Linked DNA regions of Mus musculus: all the other regions are linked to region 4. A link is a contact called in public Hi-C and HiChIP or PLAC-seq data. All regions are on one chromosome and are shown on one strand. Each heading gives the region's core, a stretch centred on a gene start, on an enhancer-like site or on the middle of the called end of the contact. The rest is flanking DNA. Distances are from core to core; before and after follow the strand shown. Region 1 holds the start of Fcor (Foxo1 corepressor). Region 2 holds the start of Stxbp2 (syntaxin binding protein 2). Region 3 holds the start of Zfp358 (zinc finger protein 358). Region 4 overlaps Insr (insulin receptor).

Evidence for each region. A called contact is a pair of places that touch in the nucleus more often than the background predicts. HiChIP or PLAC-seq counts read pairs in DNA pulled down with a chosen protein or histone mark.
Region 1: a FOXA1 HiChIP or PLAC-seq map of pancreatic cancer cells shows a contact between it and region 4. The contact joins the promoter of Fcor here to the enhancer-like site in region 4. A contact is called at or near these places in 2 of 39 promoter capture datasets (embryonic stem cells and pre-B cells), 9 of 484 Hi-C or Micro-C datasets (CD4 T cells, embryonic stem cells, muscle stem cells and 4 more), 7 of 115 datasets of contacts at active chromatin or transcription factors (astrocytes, embryonic basal ganglia, embryonic forebrain and 3 more) and 3 of 9 other capture datasets (adipose tissue, embryonic stem cells and liver).
Region 2: a contact with region 4 is called in an H3K4me3 HiChIP or PLAC-seq map of bone marrow-derived macrophages, with 2.5 times the contacts expected there. The contact joins the promoter of Stxbp2 here to the enhancer-like site in region 4. A contact is called at or near these places in 2 of 484 Hi-C or Micro-C datasets (CD4 T cells and neutrophils), 5 of 115 datasets of contacts at active chromatin or transcription factors (T-cell acute lymphoblastic leukemia, bone marrow-derived macrophages, memory CD8 T cells and 2 more) and 2 of 9 other capture datasets (adipose tissue and liver).
Region 3: a contact with region 4 is called in a Hi-C map of uterus. The contact joins the promoter of Zfp358 here to the enhancer-like site in region 4. A contact is called at or near these places in 1 of 39 promoter capture datasets (hippocampal neurons), 3 of 484 Hi-C or Micro-C datasets (double positive thymocytes, embryonic stem cells and uterus), 4 of 115 datasets of contacts at active chromatin or transcription factors (bone marrow-derived macrophages, microglia, pancreatic cancer cells and 1 more) and 3 of 9 other capture datasets (adipose tissue, liver and pancreatic islet).

Annotation. Positions count from the first base shown.
Region 1 is chr8:3,671,032-3,676,139 of GRCm38.p6, forward strand. Fcor (Foxo1 corepressor) reads right to left here and starts at 1,360. Exons shown (of 2, transcript NM_001357661.1): 1 at 1,149-1,360; 2 at 154-365. The coding sequence starts at 1,337. The coding sequence ends at 228. Gm45231 (a long non-coding RNA gene) reads right to left here. Exons shown (of 2, transcript XR_870093.2): 2 at 2,989-3,575.
Region 2 is chr8:3,629,618-3,634,905 of GRCm38.p6, forward strand. It overlaps Stxbp2 (syntaxin binding protein 2), which reads left to right and starts at 1,492. Exons shown (of 19, transcript NM_011503.5): 1 at 1,492-1,587; 2 at 2,603-2,652; 3 at 2,883-2,964; 4 at 3,674-3,750; 5 at 4,231-4,309; 6 at 4,403-4,506; 7 at 4,858-5,006. The coding sequence starts at 1,551.
Region 3 is chr8:3,491,131-3,495,934 of GRCm38.p6, forward strand. It overlaps Zfp358 (zinc finger protein 358), which reads left to right and starts at 2,008. Exons shown (of 2, transcript NM_080461.2): 1 at 2,008-2,179; 2 at 4,252-4,804. The coding sequence starts at 4,290.
Region 4 is chr8:3,217,884-3,222,961 of GRCm38.p6, forward strand. All of the region lies in intron 2 of Insr (insulin receptor), which reads right to left. Among named protein-coding and RNA genes, the nearest start is that of Insr, 59 kb to the right of the region's middle. Within about 2 kb of position 3,273, at least 393 of the 459 cell types and tissues checked have an H3K27ac peak or open chromatin away from gene starts, as enhancers often do. A contact at or near this core is called in T-cell acute lymphoblastic leukemia, adipose tissue, astrocytes and 17 more, where this site is marked.

The DNA of each region.
Region 1 (5,108 bases), core at 110-2,609, 450 kb after region 4:
GGAAACCCTGTAGTCATGTAGGGGTAGACAAATGCGTATAATAAGCCCAGGCCTAGGGAGGCATAGCGTGAAACTCTAGACTAGATGCAAGTCTGCCTGTCCCAAGGTCTCTCCTTTTCCCCCATAGTCAGCTGTAATAGAAAGACATCAACATCAGACTCAGATGACTCTGTATTGTCCTTGCTAGTGAAGGTAGAAGGCGGGGGAGTTACATTAGGCTATGCATGCTAGCACATGCCTTTAGTCCCAGCATTTAGGAGGCAGCAGCAGGTGGATCTTTGTGAGTTCAAGTCCAGCCTGATATATAGAGTTCCAATAGAGCCAGGGCTCTGTAGAAAGACTCTCTCACCACTACCATCACCACACTAAAAAAGAAAGAAAAAGAAAGTGGGGGTTATCTTTTTACCCTAGTTTCAGTGTGTATTATTTATTAATAGAAAAATCACTCCTCACGATGAATGACATGGAAATATACCATGCAAGGCTGGAGAAATGGCTCAGAGGTTAGGAGTGCTTCCTGCAATTCCCAGGACCCTGAGTTCAGTTCTCAGCTCCCCTTTTGGGCAGCTCACAACTGTTTGTAGCTAGCTTCAGAAGATCTGATGTTACCTCCTAGCATGCACGCACACATTTCTTTATTTTAATAAATTTATGTTTATTTAGATGTATTTGTGTGCATGTCTGTGTGTATGCCACATGTATACAGGTGCTTTCGGGAGGTCGTCTGGAGCTGGAGTTACAGGCATTTATGAATTGCCTGATGTGTATGCTAGACATTGAACTCAGGACCTCAGGATTCACCATTTAAGTGCTCTTAATAACGGAGACATCTCTCTAGCCCAATAAATCTTTTTTTTTTTTTTTTAAAAGGAAATTCACCAAGCCTCAGATTCTTGGATATACATAAAAGAACATGTGCCCTAGGGCATGCACATTATCCTGAGACCAGAGGCTAACTGCCCTAGAAAAGCAAGAGATCATAGCCCAGTGCCAGCTAGTGTCAGGCACGATCCTGGTAGACACGCGCTCCCCCTTGTGGCAGTTTTCCGTACACCCCTGCTCCTCCCCCGTACCTGCACGAAAAGCTCCCCTTTTAGGACTCCCCTTCAGAGCATTTTGCTAAGATCCGGTGCAGTTCCCAGCCCTACCTGCACCGGTCTCATCCTTTCTCTGTGTATCTGCGCTGCGTCTCCCAGTCTATCTGCTTTGGATGGTCCTGCGGTGGTGAAGTGGAAGTCTCGAAGTCCCGGCCCTGGAGCAGCTCTGGTGGAAGGGCCTCCTAAGCATTCCGCAGAGCCCTCTTCCTGATGGCGGCGTGTAGGACCGCCCATTCCCATCCATCCTTGCAAACCCGGGGTCTGGTGCGTGCACAGCGGGGAAGGGCTCGGCTCCAATTCCATTTCACAAGAGTGTTCTTGCTTCACCCAGAGAGGCGTCCTAGGCTCCAGTTCACCGTCCTTTCCAGGAACCTTCTGCTACCATCTCGCTCTTTGGTCTGCTGTGGCTTCATAGTCTCCTCTAGGAGAGATGGCCTCTGTCTCCTTCCTAAAGGGTTAATGTAGCGAGGCAGGTCAGGGTCCTGGCAAAGGACCACCGGAGAAGGCAGGTGATATACTTTTCTCTTCCATAATTCCTCTTCTTTCCCCTAGTATAGGTTGGGCTAATACGGTGTAGGCTACTCTATCCATCCCCCTTCGCTTTTCCTTTCCCCTTTGGATGCTGGCCTGAGTATGCTTTTAAACTTCCTAACAGTCTGGCTTGGGTTTTCCTTAGTCCTTTTTCTAGAGCTCCAGTCCCATCAAGTGTGGCTGACCTCCATGACAGCGGATCTTCTTCATTCTCCTTGGCTTGCTTGCCCTGAGACTACAGGTTGCCTGCCCTGGACTTTCCATTTTAAACTCGAATAAATTGCCCCGAAAATTCCATTTGAGTCAGTGTCTACATTTCTGACTTTTTCTTCTCTGTAGCCTAAGCTGACCTTAAACCAGACCCGTTGTTACAGATGGCATGGCTGTTGGCCGGGTTGGGGATTCATAGCTCATACGTTTATGTTTTCACCTATGAGTTATATCCACCTAGTTACAATCAGAGGGACCCAGGGCACTTCCACTCCGGCGAACACTAGAATATAAAAGCCCCAGGCAGATGTCTTCCTTCCTCCTATCTCCCCAGGCTTTGGATCCAGGCTTTGGATCCAACGTGACTTTGAGGTGCTTGGGAAATGTCTGTTGACTGAGGGCCAGTGAGAAGAGTCAGAGAGTACAAGTGTCTCTTGGAGGGCAGTCATGATAGATCCCTTTTGGTGAGTGCTCCATAGCCTCAGTAATAGTGTCAGACCTTGGGACCTTCCCTTGAGCTGGATCCCACTTTGGGCCTGTTGCTGGACCTCCTTTTTGGGAGTCAAGCAATCTTATCCATGGCGTTCCAGTGTCTTCTTTTCTCTGTCACTTTTTTTTCTGTCATTGGTTCTTTTGAGACAGGGTCTTACTCTATAACCTTGGCTGGCTTTGAACTCAAAACCCATTCTGCTTTAGCTTCCTAAATGCTGAGACTACCTACAGGCCTGAGTCACTGTAACAGCTCTCTCTCTCTCTCTCTCTCTCTCTCTCTCTCTCTCTCTCTCTCTCTCCCTCTCTCTCTCCCTCCCTCCCTCCCTCCCCCTGTGTTGTTTTGTTTATGGCAGGGTCTCGCTATATGACCTTGGTTGCTATGGAGCTTGCTATGTAGACTAGGCTGGTCTTAAACTCACAGAGATCCACCTGTCTCTGCCTGCTTCTTGCTGAGATTAAAGGTGTGCACCACTTTGCCTAGCCTCTCATTGAGAGAGAGAAAAAGATAAATTTCTCCACTCATGCTGTCCAGTAGCAGCTTTTGTGTTCTTCAAGCGCGGGCAGTATGAGCTGAGCTGTATCTATTTTGAAAATACACACTTGGTTTTTTAACACTAGGAAGAAGTGGTAATAGCAAAGACAAGAGACATAAGGAAAATTAAAAATCAATACCCATTATTAACATTTCTTTATTGTAGTAGTCAGGGTTCACTAGAGTCACAGAACTTATGGGTAGTCTCTATATAGTAAAGGGATGAACCACTGAGCCATCTCTCCAGCACTAAAATGTACTAAAGCATTTAAAAAATAGTATTTTGGGCCAGGGGATGACCTCGTCTGTAAAGTGCTTGCTGCACAAGGATTAGGGTCTTGCTTCAATTCCCAAAACCCACATGTAAGGCCAGACATATAGGCGCACAACCGTAATCCCAGAGCTGAGGAGACAAAGACAGGGGAGGGGAACTCTGAGGCTCATGGTCTGCCATCTCAGTTGAATTAGGGCGCTCCAAGACCCAGAAAGAGACCATATTTCAAAATGAAGCCAACACCAGGTGTGGTGGTGCACGCCTTTCATCCCAGCACTCAGGCAGCAGAGGAAGGCAGGGTGTGAGTTCGATGTCAGCCTGGTCTGAACATTCAAGGTTGTCTTCTGGCCTCCACAGGCACATAGCCCCCTCCTCTTTCTTCTCCTTTTCTTTTCTGAGACAGGATCTCATTATGTAGACATGGCTGGTGTGGACCTCCCTGTGGAGACCAGGTTGTCCTTAAACTCATAGAGAGCCACTTGCCTCTGCCTATTGAATGCTGGTATTTATTCGTTTATTTTTAAAATTTTGAATTCTTTAGCTAGAAAGCCCCACATTGTTTTCATTTCTTCTCATAGTTCTTTTAATTCTTCTCTCAGATATCACGCCCTGATAGCAGCCCCGCCTCCCTCCTCTCCTCCAGCTCCCTCCCTTTCACCATCCCTCTCCCCCAGATCCACTCCTTCAGAAAAGGGCAGGCCTCCCAGGGATCTCAGCCAATCAAGTTGCAATGAGACTAGGTACATCCTCTTATATTTAGCCTGGACAAGGCAACTCAATAGGAGAAAAAGAGTCCCAAAAGCATGCTAAAGAGTCAGAGATAGCCCCTGCTCCCACTGTTAGGAATCCTACAGGAAGATCAAGCTACAAAACATAATATGTAGTCAGAGGATCTATGTCTGACCCACGCAGGCTCCCTGACTGATTGGGAAGGGAGGAGAGAGAGAGAGAGAGAGAGAGAGAGAGAGAGAGAGAGAGAGAGGCGGAGAGAAGAGGAGAGGCCAGCCAGGAACCTGTGGAGAGAGGGGGAGGGGGATGAGGAGAGAGGGAGAAAGGGGTCAGGGAGGGAAGAGAGTCAGAGAGAGTAAGAATGTCTTCCTGTGGGGTCATGCTCTCCCCTTCAGCTTCTTCAATCCTTCCCCTAATTCAAACATAGGGGTCCCCGACTTCAGTCCAATGGTTGGGTGTAAGTATCTGCATCTGTCTCAGTCAATGCTATGAATTTTTAAATTAAGCATATGGGGCAGTGGCATGGTTCATCTGTAAAGCACTTGCCTAGCCATTGTGAGGCCCTGGGTTTCATCTGCAGCATTGTAAAAGACATAATTAAACCTGCACCTGACTTATGCAGGTTGGAGATATGAATAGACTCCAGGAGAAAATGACCTACATTCTTTCTGCCGCTTGTGTTTCCTCTTAAAAAGATCAGCTAAACACGGGAAGCTCTGGGCACATATATCACCTTAATTTTGTTGTCATCTTGGTCTACATAGCAAGACTGTTTCAAACAACCACCAACCAACCAATATACAGCACAAAAAATTAAGGGGCTGGGGAGGTGTCTTAATAGATAAAGTACAATTGTAAAGATCTGAGTTTGATCCTGAGTACCTACATTAAAAAAAAAAAATTGCTGGGTGTGTTGGTCACACCTGTAACCCCAGAACTGCCAGCCAGTGAGGTGTTTGTGGGGCAGACAGAAGGATTTTCTGAGATGCTTGACAGCTAGCAGAAATGGTTACCCCAGGTCCAGTAGTTAGACCCTGTCTTAAAATAAGTTCCAGAGCAATAGAGATAGACTCAGTGTCAACCTCTGGTCTCTGCACACAGGAGTGTTGGGCACATGAGACACACTGACACACAAAGGGAGGATAAGGATGGTCAGACGCCTCCGCAGGTAAAACTACTACTACTTCTAAAACACTGCAGCTACACCATCTGTGAAAGATGGAAAAACACCCCCAGATCAAGC
Region 2 (5,288 bases), core at 242-2,741, 410 kb after region 4:
CTGTGTGTGTGGCTCCTAAGGTCATAAAACTGTAACAAATAGCTGGAGTTGTAGCTCAGTAGTAAAGTACTTAGCAAATACATGTATGATCCTGTGTTTGATCCTCAGTCTCTCTCTCTCTCTCTCTCTCTCTCTCTCTCTCTCTCTCTCTCCCTCACACACACACACACACACATACACACACACATACACATACACTTTTAAGGACTAGGAATTCCTTCAAAGCTCATGAACCGTCACGGAAGAAGGGGGGTGGTACGAATGTAAAAGGAGGAGGCTAGGCAAAAGTACATTACATGGACGTTATATTCATGAACTTCCTGTACTCTTGGTGTTACCTGTGCAAGATCAGGCCAACATATCAGTTGGGTATGAGCGCCAACTGAGCTCAATGTGCCTCAAAACAAAATAAGAGAGGATGTGAAGTGTGTGGGGTGAGGCTATGCATTTGGAGGTATCGGGGTGGGGCGGGCGAAGGAAGTTGGGGGTGGATGATATGATTGTTACAGGCTAGAAACTCTCGTTCTTTTCCGAACTATTGGAATTTATTATGTACAACAGGAGATTATATGTATAATTATTAAATGTATAGATTATATGTGTAAATTATTATTTGCAAAGGAGAGAGAGAGAGCCTTTCTTCAGTGATGTAGCCGTTGGTAAGTTGTTTATGCTCCTGTAAGCAACCCCTGTTAAAACCCATTGGGACACACACACACACACACAAACAGCAAGACATGCAAATAGAAGGGGTACTAGTTGGGAAGGGGAAAGGGATCAATCAAAATGGGCATAAGAGGGGAATGAGGGTGAATGTGATCAACATACATTATATGCATGTATGAAATGTCATAGTAAAACCCATTACCGTGTGCTATAAATACATGCTAATGAAAACGACTGAGGAGCATTCCTTCATGAACAGGCACAGATATGTGGTCATAGTCTTCGAGTCTATGTTTCTCCTTCACCACGGGGCTCTTACAGAATGTTAAGACTGAGAGCAAACTGCATAGAAAAGGCACCTAGCGGAGTCTCCCATGTACTCCCTCGGAAGTCTACCGAGCGTTGCCCAAGCTTGTACTACTAGTCTTTGGATCCCGGAAAGCAGTTGTGCAGTTCCAGATTTAGAAAGTCCCGCTGTCCTTTGAGTGGGCACACTATATCACAGACGGAAGAATTTCTGGACAGGGTGGTATTTGTACTCGGAGCGAGATGAGTATTTTTACCGCGCTGTCATCGCGCTAAGCAAATTGATCCCAGTGTGTGTGAGCAAGGGAATATTTAAGACTCCCGAGGGCGCACGCACAAACTGGCGATCGTCCGTTCGAGTCCCTGTCATTGTGCCTTCCCCTGAAGTGGAGCCAAGTGGTGCTGCTGGGACCCAGCTTCCTAGACGTAGAGAGAGAGAGAACAGATGGACCGGGAGGCGGACCAGGTGCGCAGAGGGCGTGGACCGAACCCACGGGGTGGGGCCCACGTGGATGACGCGTAGAGCCACGCCCCCACCTTGGGACCGACCCGGAAGCAGCGCTATTCCTCAGGGGAAGATGGCGCCCTTGGGGCTGAAGGCGGTGGTAGGGGAAAGTGAGTGTCACCCCGCGGCGGGGCTCTGGTGTTTTCTTGGCTGTCCCTTGGGGGATCTGGGGACCTCGGGAGAGGTGAGGTGCACGGATTCCGAGATCCCGGGATCTTGACGGTGGGGAGAGCACCTGACTCCTGAGGGGACGGGCGGGGTCTTGGGCCCAGCTGGACTGCCTGCCCCTCAGTTGCAGCTGGCAGAACAAAGTTGGGATGGGGAGGACTCAGACAAGGGAGGAGAGGGAGGCACCTCTAGGACACGTCTAGACCTTTGGGCTGCCTCCGCTACAGGCTGACGAGTTTCTGAACCCTGAAAGTTCAGGGGCTGGACTCAGGGGTCCTACAGTGACCTGGTCAACGACCCCACGTATTGTATGAGCACCCAGGTGTGCACATACCCCATGGGGGCGATGAAGGGGACACCTCATTCTCATCATGCCTGGGAGCTCCTTAGAAGGTTTGACTTCTCCTTGCAAGCTAAAGTTCTTGGTGGGGACAAGAGGGCTTGAGGATGCCCCTCCCCCACCTCCAGTAGTTCCGGCCTCAGGCACTTCTTCCGCCCTGATAACAGTGGACTCGACACTCTGGTGCACTGGCCAGGCTCTGGGCAAGGCCACCTTTCTTTCCCCTTTCCCCTACTCCTTCTTCTGGACAGAACAGGTTTTTGTGGAAAGGCCCAGTACCTTGGTGTTAAAAAGAAACCTCCCTACATAAGACAAGGGTTAGTGGGAAGCAGGCTTAGAGGTTGATAGGAACCTTCAGAATGCCAGGCATTCTAGTCTAAGGTACACCAGGAGGCCCTCAATCTCATTCACTCAATTCTCTAAGATGTACCTGACCTCTGAGCTTTGTACCGAGTAGACACGAGGGTACTTAGCTAAGTTATCTGACCTCAGAGCACTTGAATTTGACCAACTGTAAATTGGGGGTAATGCCAGGAGCTTCAACTCAGGATCCAGGTTGGGGGTCCAGCTTAGAGGACAAGTGTCCCAAGCCCTCTTCCCTTCTTTCTTCCCTGTAGAAATTTTAAGCGGCGTCATCCGGAGCGTTAAGAAGGATGGCGAGTGGAAGGTAGGGGCTGAGGCAGAATGCCTGGAGACCCAGGGGCAGCCTTTTACCCAGATCTATGCAGTGCCCCAGGCTATGAGAGTTGCCTCCAGAATTCCTTGAATAAGCTGTTAATCCATAGGGGTGGGTTTGGGTAGATGGATGCCCCACTGCCTCTGATTCTCCTGGGACCAGCTACAGACATTTTTGTACGGCTCACCTCTCCTTGTGTCTATACCCATTCATCTGGTCAGGTCCTCATCATGGATCACCCGAGCATGCGAATCTTGTCATCCTGTTGTAAAATGTCAGATATCCTGGCGGAGGGCATCACCAGTGAGTGGATGAATCTGAGGTGGACCCTTGAATGTGGGGTGTCTGGATGTATCCCTTGAGTGTGAGATCCCTTCAGACTGGTTCAGTCTGAAGTTCTCCCTACATAGCCTGGAGGAGGTTTATAGGATTCCTTCCATGTAGGATTTCCTGATTACAATCCCTAAAGGGTCAGCCTCACTGACTGTAACCAACTCAACCTCCTGAGCAGAGAATATAACATATAGCGCCTTTGACAGAGTGATTGCCTAACATGAACAAATCCCCGAGTTCAGTCTCTAGCTCCATGTAAAATAGTCATAGTGGCAAATGCCTGTAATCTCAGCCCTCAGGAGGTGGAGGTGGAGTATCACAAGTTTAAAGTTAATCAGCTTATGAGTTCAAAGCCAGCCAGGGCTAATGAGCCCCTGTCTCATGCAAATAAAACAATGACTGTGCAGTCCCTGTAAGGTGTCTCTGTAAGAAGCTCGGGTGGACTCTGGGTTCTCAAGAGTGTATAGACACCAAAAGTATGGCTGTGGTACTCCAGATGTGCCGAACCTTGACTGTAGCTCTTTAAGTGGGGAACCTTAGGTGTATATTTCTATTTAAGACCCTAAGGGAATAGTACCAGCCTTTAAAACACCACCACCATGGGTCCAGTTCCCCACACCTGAGACTCCCCTGTCTCCTCCATGTCAAACATTTGTATGTCTTCCTCTGTTGCTTTTAGTCGTGGAAGACATCAACAAACGGAGAGAACCCATTCCCAGCTTGGAGGCAATTTATTTGCTGAGTCCCACGGAGAAGGTACCTATAATAGTGAGCCTCTGCGTGCGTGGAGTTGTGTGTGCTTGAATGGTATACTGTCAGTAGTATCTGAATGTGCATAATATAATATATGTGTGCTCACACAATGCATACATGCACACTTGTCACCATACCCGTGTATGTGTATGCAAATGCCAGTGTATATGTGTATATATCAGAATTGTACAGATGCATGTCAGGTAGCATGTATGCATGTGTGCACATGTCAATCAGGACATAGGTATTTATGCATACATGTGTATGTGCATGTCAGAATGTGTGGGTGTATGTGTGTGCATATATCAGAATTCAGGCATGTGTATGCATAAGCATGAGTGTACAGAATGTGTGCATGTGTCGACGTATGTGTGTAGGTTGACAGTCGCACATAGTGGGGAAATGACCATCAGCTGGGGATCCCTTGCAGAAGATAGACCTGGGGTGCAGAGTCTGACTCCAACAGTAATCTCTCCTCCCCAGTCGGTTCAGGCCCTGATTGCGGACTTCCAGGGAACACCAACCTTCACCTACAAAGCAGCCCATATCTTCTTCACTGACAGTGAGTGAGGCGAACCAGGGTGTAGGTTGCTGTGCTGAGGTGGGGAGTTTGATGACAGGACATTGGTCTGACGGTCTCTCCCTGCCAACCCAGCATGCCCTGAGCCCTTGTTCAGTGAACTGGGCCGCTCTCGCCTGGCGAAGGCGGTGAAGACATTGAAAGAGATCCACCTTGCCTTCCTCCCCTATGAGGCCCAGGTACAGCCCAGCCTGTGGTGGGGAAGGGGCGGGCTGTCCTTGACTGAGTGTCCAAGCTCCCGCTGGAACGCACAGAGCACCGACAGGGACTGAACAGTTCACAGGCCCTTTCCTGGGGCCCTAGCCTTGTGCACATTCCTAGCAGGCAGCATGGAGTATGGGGCAGAATTGTCAATTCTCCAAAGTGGAAAGGAGCAAGGAGCTCTCTCTGTTCCCTCTCAGCATCAGCTGGGTCCTACCCTAGCCTGCTTCAAAGCTGGCAAAACAGGTCCCAGAGGATATCGAAGACCCCCAGGAAATGCCAGGACAGCAGTGGGAAGTTGGTGATGGTGACACTTCTGTCCTTCCTAGGTGTTCTCTCTGGATGCCCCACATAGCACCTACAACCTTTACTGTCCATTCCGAGCAGGGGAGCGGGGGCGGCAGCTCGATGCACTGGCCCAGCAGATAGCCACACTGTGTGCCACTCTTCAGGAATACCCATCCATCCGATACCGCAAGTGGGGACCAATCCCCACCCCTACCTTAGTGCTACCTTTTATCTTCACTCTCACTCTGTGTCCATTTATCCCCCTGTGCGTATGCACATGTTCATGTGTGTGCATGTATGTATGTGTGGAGGTCAGAGGTCAACCTCAGGTGTCTTCCTCAGTTACCATCACCTTTATGGTTTTTTTTTTTTTTTGTTTTGTTTTGTTTCGAGACAGGGTTTCTCTGTATAGCCCTGGCTGTCCTGGAGCTCACTTTGTAGACCAGGCTGGCCTCGAACTCAGAAATCCGCC
Region 3 (4,804 bases), core at 758-3,257, 270 kb after region 4:
AGGTCAACCTGGGCTACAAGAGACCTTGTAGAGGAAAAGAGGAGGGAAGGGAGGGAGGAGACTAATATCTGTGTACAGTGAGACTGATCTCAAGGGGAAAAGAGGGTGCTCTCTGGAAGGGGGTGTTGGGAGACTTCTGTGGGTGGCATGGACTCAGGCTGGGTAGTTTTAGGGAAAATTATGGTTAGTGCCATGGTTATGGTTAATCCCAGTCTGTGGCTGGGATTCCAGCTACTTTTATCTCAGCGATGTGGGTGGGTTGAAAGTAGTGTGGGTTATGGCTGGCAAACGGGCAGTCATGTGTGTTATGGGGACAAGAGGAGATGTGTGGTCATTGTTCTAGCTGCAACCTATTCTTGTGTCTATCTTAATTCAGCTTTGGTCAGAGGGTAGCCTTGCTGTACCATTAATTTCTCTTTGTGACCACTGTTTATACTCAGGCAGCAACATCCAGAGTCCAGCTGCCAGATCCCCCTGGGCTTGTTTTCATTCCCCCTGCGGTGGAGGGAGCTGGGGCTTTAAAGTGTGGTCTAGAGCCTTCCTTGGTCCTGGCTAACGTCTTCCAGAAATCAGCTCTTGGTCCAGCCTCCTGGACTGCCTCTGGTGTCACCTGTCATTTGAATAGGAAGCTGAGAAAATGGAAGGATCAGAGGGCAAAAGGTTACCTAAAATTAGTGAAAGATTCTACTATCAACAAAAACTCTGTGTGTGTGCACTTGTGTGATAGAGACAGGGGAGGGGGAGAACTTGTACTTACACATATATGTGGACTAGAGAGATTGACTTCAGGTGTCTTCCTCAATGGGTCCCACCTTATTTTAATTTTTTAAAATTGCATTTATTTATGTAGTGGTGTGTGTATATCTTCCATGTGGAGGTTAGAAAATAGTTTGATCTTTCCACCCATGTTGGTCCTAAGGAATCAGACTCGGGTCCTTGGCCTTTCACCAAGCACCTTTACCCACTAAGCCACTTGGTTGTCCCTCCAACCTTACTTTTTGAGACACAGTCTCACAATGACCCTGGGAGCTCACTGATTCAGCTAGACTGGCTGGCCAGTGAGCCCTTGGGTCTTCTTGCCTCAGCCACCTCAAAGCTAGGATTCTAGATACCCACCACTGAATCTGTCCTTCCACATAGGTGACAGAGATCTCAAGCCAGGTCTTCAGCTTCTGCAACAAGCAGTTTACCGACTGGGTCACCTCTCTAACCACCTGTCTTACCACAAACCATCACCCACTGAGCCATTTTGACAGCCCTAAACTTTCTGAGATAATACTAGATGAAGAAAAGACAAGTGCATATTTAAATTGCAGGCCTTCTCAAAGCACACCCTCCCCCGGCCTCTTGCTTATATAATTTGAGTATCATGATAGCTGGTGTTTGAAACAAGATAGAGAAATGAAAAAGAAGGCAAGACAAAGGTAGGCAGAGACAAAAGGCAGAGGCAGAGAAAATGACTGGGCCAGAGGCAAAGAAATTAAAAGAGGAAAAAATAAATTACGGTAGAGAAGGAGAATGGGGAAAAAAGGAGGACTGGAGAGATAGTTCAGCATGTAAAAGTGCACGGCCAAGCCTGCAGACCCTGGTTCTATCCCTGGGATGGAATAAGGAGAGAACGGACTCCTGGAACTTATCTACTGATTTCCCCATGCGCAACACGGCATGCATAGGCACTGAATCCATTTTTTAAAGAAGATAATGAAAGAGATGGAGAGGAGGGGACAGAATGGAAGAAAGATGGACAGATGGAGACAGAGATACAGATGGAGAGTCAAGATCGGGGGTCGGAGAAGGGGCCCGAAAAGTCACATGGGTGCATGGAGGGTTAGGGTGGCGCGGGTTGGTAGGGCGCAAACAAAGACTGGACGCGCGCCAGCTCGGGTGGCCCTGGTCGGGACAAAGGCTTGGCCCGGGGGCGGGGGGGTGGGGTGGGGCGGCGCGGGGGCAGCGATGGCGCCGGCCGCGGAGGGCTCGAGCGAACTACAAGTCCCAGCAGCTCCCGCAGCGGCCCTCGGCCGGCCCCTCTCGCTCCCCGGGAGTGCCTGGCGGGGCCGCTGGGCCGAGGGGGCCGCCAGCGGGTCTGGCGATCGGTGGGGTTTCCTGCAAGCCTGGGGCGGGGAGACACCGGCTGGCCAGCGCGAGTGCAGCCAGGCCGGGCAGGGGCGAGGGGCATCGGGTGAGTGACCCCGAAAGCGGATCGGGCTGGATTGGGGAAGGCTGGACAAAAGGGGGAGGTGGTTGGGAGGAGACCCCTCAACACTAAGAGCAGGGTGCGGGGCGCGGCCCCAGGCTATCTCTACGCACCCCTTGCAGAGTACATGGTGCCAGCGCTCTACTTGGGGGGTCAAGGTGGCGGACGCGGTGGGAAGGGGGTCCGGAGGAGCTCAGGCCTAGTACGTTTATCCGGCCAACGGCGGGACCACCCCCTAATCTACAGTGAATCTGAGATCCGGATGGGTGGAGGCGCCCGCTAGCTCGGAACCCACAGAACAGAACACCTCCTTGTTTCAGAAGGGGGTTCTTTTTTTCTGGAAACCAAGAGAAGCTTGGGGCATTGTTCTTCCTATGTGGGACTTTATACTCCATAGTGTGTGTGTGTTCAGAAGGGAGGTGTCGTGTTACCTCAAGAATCCCAAGAAAAATCCCAGTTATTGTTATCTTCCACATTCAGTCTTAGGATGTAGAGCTCTGGAAGCTCATTTTCCCAAGAGATGATCGGGGTGCACCTGCCCTCTGCACATCTACGAGACAGATGTGAGTTTCCATTCAAGATGGGAGTTCATGAGGCTGCTTCCTTCGAAGGCAATCTAAAAATACCTTGTCTCCAGAAATCTGGGCGGAGACCCCGGGGTACTGCCCACTAATCTCCAGCAGTTGGGCCTAGGTAGAGAAACTGTTGGGGGAAACTCAGCGCCCCTCTGTGTACTATCTCCTGACTGTGAGGTTGGGGTCAGGTAGGTCTCCCTAGTCCCCTGGAGCCCAGCCCAACAAAGAGTTCACTTAGCCCCAAGGTAGAGAGGTGTTACTCTTTCTCCACATCTGCCTCTTTCCCTAAAACAGTCTTCATACCCTAATCAAGGAGTGTGTGGTTCAGGAACTCCCTTCCCTTGAAGACATTCCTCCTCAGCCCTCTGTGCCCCACCCCCCAGTTCTCTCTGTAACCCCCCAGAGGCCCCCCCCCAAGCTATAGTTATCACCGGCTCTTCACCAAGGGGTTAAAATCCACAATCTTATAAGCCAATTGGAAAATTGCTATATTAACTGCTCTCTCCACCCTCTGGCTGTGGAGTTCTTAGTGATCCTTCTGCCCCTTTCCCCAGAAGGGGGCCATGTATGCACCCCTCCTTAGTTTTGAAAAACGTTATTATTTTGTAGCCCAGGCTGATCAGATCTGCCAGCCTCATCCTCAAAAGATGCTGGGATAACAGATGTGTGCCACCACTGCTAGCTCAGGTTTCCACTCCCTGTCCTCTGGTTTAAGACAGAACATATCTCACTCAAGCTAGAATTCTAGAGAGGTCTAGAATTCTTTCCTGGAAGCAAACAAGGAGCCCTGCAGTTTTCACCGTGACAGAGAAGGACTACTAGGTATCCTTAACTTCCCATCCTTACCACTACCCATTCTACTTCGGTAAGACAAGTCACACACATTCCCCTCTTTATCAGGGACCCCCAGATCTACCAGTTTGCAGGGTGGGGCAAGAATTCAGACCATGACCTCATGAAAAAAGAACCACAACACCCTTTCCCCCAGATTTAGGGTATCAGATCTGAGAACCGCCTTCCATAACACCCAAGTCCACGTACTACATAGAGCTCGGGATGGGGGTCTGGGATGCCGCTCAGAGGGTGGAGTGCTCATCTACCATTCAGGAAACCAGTACCACATAAGCTGAATATGCTTGTGCACTCCCTGTACTTCCGCACAGGAGGTTGAGGCAGGAGTATAAGTAGTTTAACATCCTCCTTGATTACGAGTTGAGAGACAGCTGGAGCTATGCAAGCCCCTGTTCAAAAAAAAGAACAAGATCCCAAGATGGCCCCCATCCAGGTTTGAGGTGAAAAGTGAGAGTCCCAGCACTAGGATCCTTCTCTTCCAAATCCTAGCTGGGACACCGGTTAGGACTCTTCCTGTGGTTAAAGTCAAGAACAAGAACTGTATATGTTCACCAGGGACTTTGGTGTGGCATGGCCAGTCCTCTCTCCCCAAGAACCTCCCTCCACCAACCTCCTGTCCTCATACTGCAGGTCCTGTTCCAGAAGCTGCAAGCAGTTCTACTTTCAGGATGAGGCGCTCAGTTCTGGTTAGGAATCCGGGCCATAAGAATCTTAGGCCCCTTTATGGAGACCTTCACTCAGACCCAGAAGACCTGGACTCCAGTCCCAAAGATCCTGATCCTATTTCTGAAAGCCCTGAGCCAGAGCCAGAAGACCTCAACACTGTCTCAGAAGATGGAGACGCCAGCTTAGAAGATCTGGACCCTGAAGCAGACGAAGCTCCACGATCCATCTTGGGGAAGCCAGACTTGGATTCCCAAGATCTGGATCCCATGTCTTCGAGTTTCGACCTCGATCCTGATCCTGACGTGATTGGCCCGGTGCCACTAGTTCTCGACCCAAGCAATGACACCCCCAGCCCTGCTGCTCCAGATGTGGATTCCCTTCCTTCTGGCCTCACTGCCACCCCCGAAATCTTGGCCACCAGTCCAGCGGTGCTTCCTGCCCCTGCCAGTCCACCTCGTCCGTTCTCTTGTCCTGATTGTGGGCGAGCCTTCCGTCGCAGCTCTGGGCTGAGCCAGCA
Region 4 (5,078 bases), core at 2,023-4,522:
ATTATGAGGTTCTTTTGTGATCACTACTGTTAGCCCTAGAAGCTCAGCAAAGAGCCACAGAGTGCACTTCAGTAATGGCTGTCTTCTTCCATGCACCATTTAATAAATTGTTCTCATGTCATTTGACAAATGTGAATCAAGCACATAGCATGCTGGGTGTTGTCATACACAGACCAATAAAGGACAGACCATAGGTAGTACAGCACTGCCACCCATGACCTCTAGAACCAAGGTCTAGTTCTGTTCTCCCATTGGCCTACACTCACTTCTGTGGGACACAGGCTTGAGGTGGGGAGGTTGAGAATCTCTTGGGGCAGGAACTGTGGTTCAACTGGCAGACAGCATACGGAGCCCTGGGTTCCGTGGTGGTACAATCTCAGCACTCTGGGGGCTGAAGCAAGAATATCAAGGTCGGTGTGGCTACAAAGTAATTTGGAAGTCAAAGTGTGGACTTCATGAGATGGTATCATAAAACACAGAACAGGAACATAACCAGAGGAAGAGGAGAGAGGAGGAGGAAGAGGAGGAGGAGAAGACTAGAAAGCAACAAGAGGAAAGAAGCAAATGAAAAGGAGAGAGGAAGAAAGAATAGAGGATGAAGAAAAGAAAAGGGGATAAGAAGGAGAAGTAAAGTGCAAGCAAGTAGCCAGAGTGTTTGTTTCTGTCAACTCAACACAAGCTAAGATCATCTGGGAAGAAGGAACCTCAGCTAAGAAAAGTGTTTCCATCTGATTGGCCTGTAGGCAAGCCTATGAGGTTTATTTCTTAAATAAGGATTGATATGAGAGATTCCCAGTCACCATAGGCACTGTTATCCCTGAGCAGGTAGTCCTGGGTATAAGAAAGCAAGTTGAACAAGTCATTAATCAGCACTCCTCCATGGTCTCTGCTTCAGGTCTTGCTTCAGGTTCCTGCCTTAACTTGGAAGTAAAAGGTGAAATAAGCCCTTTCCTCCCCAAGTTGCTTTTGATCATGGTGTTTATCACAGCAACATAAACCAAACTAATAAAAAGAGTAAATCTTCTTGCACGAATTCTTTTCCCTGTGTGTGCCTTGTGACTGCAACATCCTCTTAACGAATCCAGTCAGAAATGTTTCAAATAGCCAGGCAGTGGTGGTGCACGCCTTTAATCGCAGAGGTATGCAGATCTCTGTGAGTTTGATGCGACCATGGTCTACAGAGTTCCAGGACAGCCAAGGCTACACAGAGAAACCCTATCTTGAGAAATACTTCTCCCCTCAAAAAAAAAATTTTTTTTCAAATAGTCTTACCAGTAATACCTGGATAACCCAACACTGGCTTCCAGGTAGGATGTGTTGGGAAAGGCAAGGTATTTACATATTTTCTTCCCCAACAATAACAATTCACTTTAGAGACATTAAAACGTCACTGTTGTAATAAGAAAAGGAAGAAGGAAAGAAGAAAGAAAGAAAGAAAGAAAGAAAGAAGGAAGGAAGGAAGGAAGGAAGGAAGGAAGGAAGGAAGGAAGGAAGGAAAGTGAGCACTGAGATGACTCAGCCAGTGAGGGGCTTGCTGCCAAGCGTGACAATCCCTGAAACCCACAAGGTGGAGGAACTGAACTGAGCCTGACTCTCAAAAGTTGTCCTCTGGCCTCCAAAAGCTCTCTCTGGCACATGCATGCCCTCCCAACACAAATAAATAAATGTGATTTTAAAAAAAGATAAAGAGTTGTACAGATATAAAGTGTAACTGGATCAGGAGGAAAAACACGTGAAGAAAGACCACTGTAGTGATAGGCAGTAGAATTTCAATTTCTTAATTTGCATTGTCAAGGAGGCAGAGACAGAGCAGCTCTATGGAGTCAACCTGCTCTCCTGTCACATGGATTAGGTTCTCAGACATGTATGACCAGCAACCTTAACTGCTGAGCTACCTCAACAGCTCCAAACGAGGAGATTTTTGCAAGTGGATTAACATATTCTATTCGTGTTAATTTCCTAGTTCTGATTGTTGTGCCATCCTTGTATAAAGAGTTTTCTTGTTAGGAAACACACTCAAGAAGTAAGGGACACGGTTATTGTCACAGACGCCAGCAACACAGAAAAAAACTAATGCTTGCATAGGAATAGAGTGCAGAAATTAAAAAACAAGTAGAGTAAAAATGTCAGCAACTCACTCCCAGTCATCCAATTCCTACTTTTCTTTAAGTCCAAAACTACATGGCACGCCTGCCAAACCAACTTCTGCAAGTTTTCATCTGAAACACACACATGCACGCACGCACGCGCGCGATAAATGTGTTTTAACTGCATCAAAAAGAGCAACCCCTTGCCTAGAGCAAAGGCTAAATACTACAGTAGCAGAAGACACAGACCAGCTTTGCACTGTAAACAAATAACCAGTCCACAGAAATGCATTTCGACACCCGCCCCTCCCCACGTTGCTTTGCTTCAGGTGTTAAACCTTGTGCTTTCCTCGACAAACTACAGATGTGAAACAAAAAACAAAAACAAAATTTTAATGTCTCCACACCACTACACATACTTTATGACATTTCTTTCCAAAGCCTGATGTTGAGAGAGAGAGAGAGAGAGAAAGATTTATGCTCCCAAACATCATCACTGCTTTTCAGAAATTTCCAAATAGGAACAGTTGTGTCTTTTGGCTGAGAGCCTCTCAACTCTGCCGCCCTGAAGGTGAGATTTAGAAACGCCTTAAAATCATGTATTTGGTTTCCATTCCAAGCCTTTCTCTCCCTCACTGGGCCCCTGACCTCTGATGTTCGAGTCCCCCAAAGCCAAATCCCTCCCCTTTGGAATCTAGTAACTGATTTAATAGCCCTGAATTTTGACAGTTTGGGGTCAGCAGCAAGCCCTTATGAACTTGTATCCATCCTAGAACTAGAAGACGACCCTTTCCTATTCCAAAACAATAGGAGCATGATAGGCGCACGCGCGTTGGAGTCAGCTTTGGTTCTCGATGCAGGTCTTAGCAGACTGCAGGGTAGAAGACAGGAATATGGAAGAGTGAGAGGAGATGAAAGGGGGGGGGGGAAGAAAGGAAGCAGGGGAGGAAGGAAGAGAGAGAGAGAGAGAGAGAGAGAGAGAGAGAGAGAGAGAGAGAGAGAGAGAGAGAGAGAGAGGCGCGCAGGGGTAGGGGTGGGAGAGAGGATGTGTTTTGTGTGGGTGCGTGCAGCCGGGGTCGAAGTTCTGTTCCTACAAACAACGTGCCCGAAGACGGAGTATGCAAATGAAGGGTGCGGCTTGGCCGCTCGAAGCCCCTCCCACCGTGAACCAAGGCGACTGAGCAACACAAAAGCGTGCCTCACTCCGCTCCTCTGGATTCCAGGTCCGGTGGTAGCGGCCGCAGCGCCGCCCTCCGGCTCAGCCAATGGGCGGGCGTGCTGCGGTGTACTGGCTCCGCCACCCGTAGTGCGCGGGGCTCTGGGCTCCCTATTCTTCAGCTGGGACAGCCACCAGTGTCTGTCCCACCCACCCCCGAGAGCCTCTCCTAGGTTCAGGCCTTACGGGATCGCCCTGGAAGGCACACAATCTTGCAAACTTAAGTTTTGCAAAAAGGCGACGCTAAGAATGCAGAGTGCAAAATGTATCCATCGGGTGGTGCGGGGCGCTGGGCATGTGTCCAGGAAGAGATCTGGTCACCGCGTGGCAAAGCCCGGGAAGCCCGGGACGCCCGGGACACCCTGGCCCCAGACCTCAACTGGAGAGATGCCAGAGAAGGGCAGCGGCTCAGCCGGATCACACAGTAGGATCCCCTTTGTGGAACTGGATGGCAAGGGAGCAAGAAGCTAGTGTCTTCATCTGCTCAACACCCAGAAAACCAACAAGCGCAGGCATAGGTGCATTCTTTAAATAGACTGACTGAGGCTGGAGGTAGAGCTCAGCGGTTACTCAGGAAGTTCTGAATTCTAATGCCAGCACTAGAGGCTGTCTTTGCATCAAGGTTCTTTGATTTGAATACTGCACACTAGCTCAGTCCACGCTTCTTGTTTTCTTGACTCCAGTACACTAAAGAAGAGTGAAGGGAAGTTGTGCAATTAGCAGATCCTTCAGTTTGTGTGTGTGTGTGTGTGTGTGTGTGTGTGTGTGTGTGTAAATGGCTCAATAGATCAAGTGCTTGCTTGCCATGCAAGCATGAAGACCTGGCTTTAGAGCTCTAAAATGGACCAACAAAAGCCAACAGTACTAGTTTGTAATCTCAGGGCGGAGGTTGAGATCAGTGGATCCCTAGAAAGTGTTGGCTGCGTAGTCTTGCCAAAAGGGTGAGCTTCGGGTTCAGTAAGAGACACATGAAGGAGGAAGGCAAAGGACATTGAACTCTGGCCTATACACAAGTGGGGCACACAAAACACACTGTGTATGCAGTGTGTGCGTGTGTGTGTATGTGTATGTCCCACATATATTCCATTTACTGTACATAGTTGATATGATCTTACTCACTAAATATTAAAATATCTCTCCCCTTTAGATGTGAGAAAATAAAACAATAGCTAATTCATTAAAGTCGGCTCACCCAGAACTCAAACTCAGGCCCCCTGAAGGGACTAACTGGTGGTTGTTATCACTGAGTTATTTCCAATGGATTATGCTCAAGTGTTTCCCAGAAGGGAAGAATAATACAAGATATGCCAATGCATGAATCACCAGAACCCTCGAACAGTTCAGAGCTGATGAAAGGCAAAGTCCAAAGTTAAACTTGAGGAGGACAAATCTTGATCCACTGAGGGGAGAGGAGGGGAGGGGATGGGAGGGGAGGGGAGGGGAGGGGAAGGGAGGGGAGGGGAGGGGAGGGGAGGGGAGGGGAGGGGAGAGGAGGGTTCTGAGGAAGCCAAGGGAAAGAGTGAACAGGAAGGAAGATTCTGATGATGAATCCAGCAGGGGTAGAGTTGCCATGACTTAGTAGTTAGGCAGTGCCAGTTTCCACCTTAGGAGGTTGGAGATGCAGCTCAGTTGGTGTTTGCCTAGCAGATAGGAACCCTGGGTTCCATCCCTAACACCAGGTAAACTGGGCATTTTAATTCCAGTACTGAGGCAGAAGCAGGAGGATCAGGAGTTCAAGGTTACCCTCTTGCTATACAAGGAAGTTTGAGACCAAC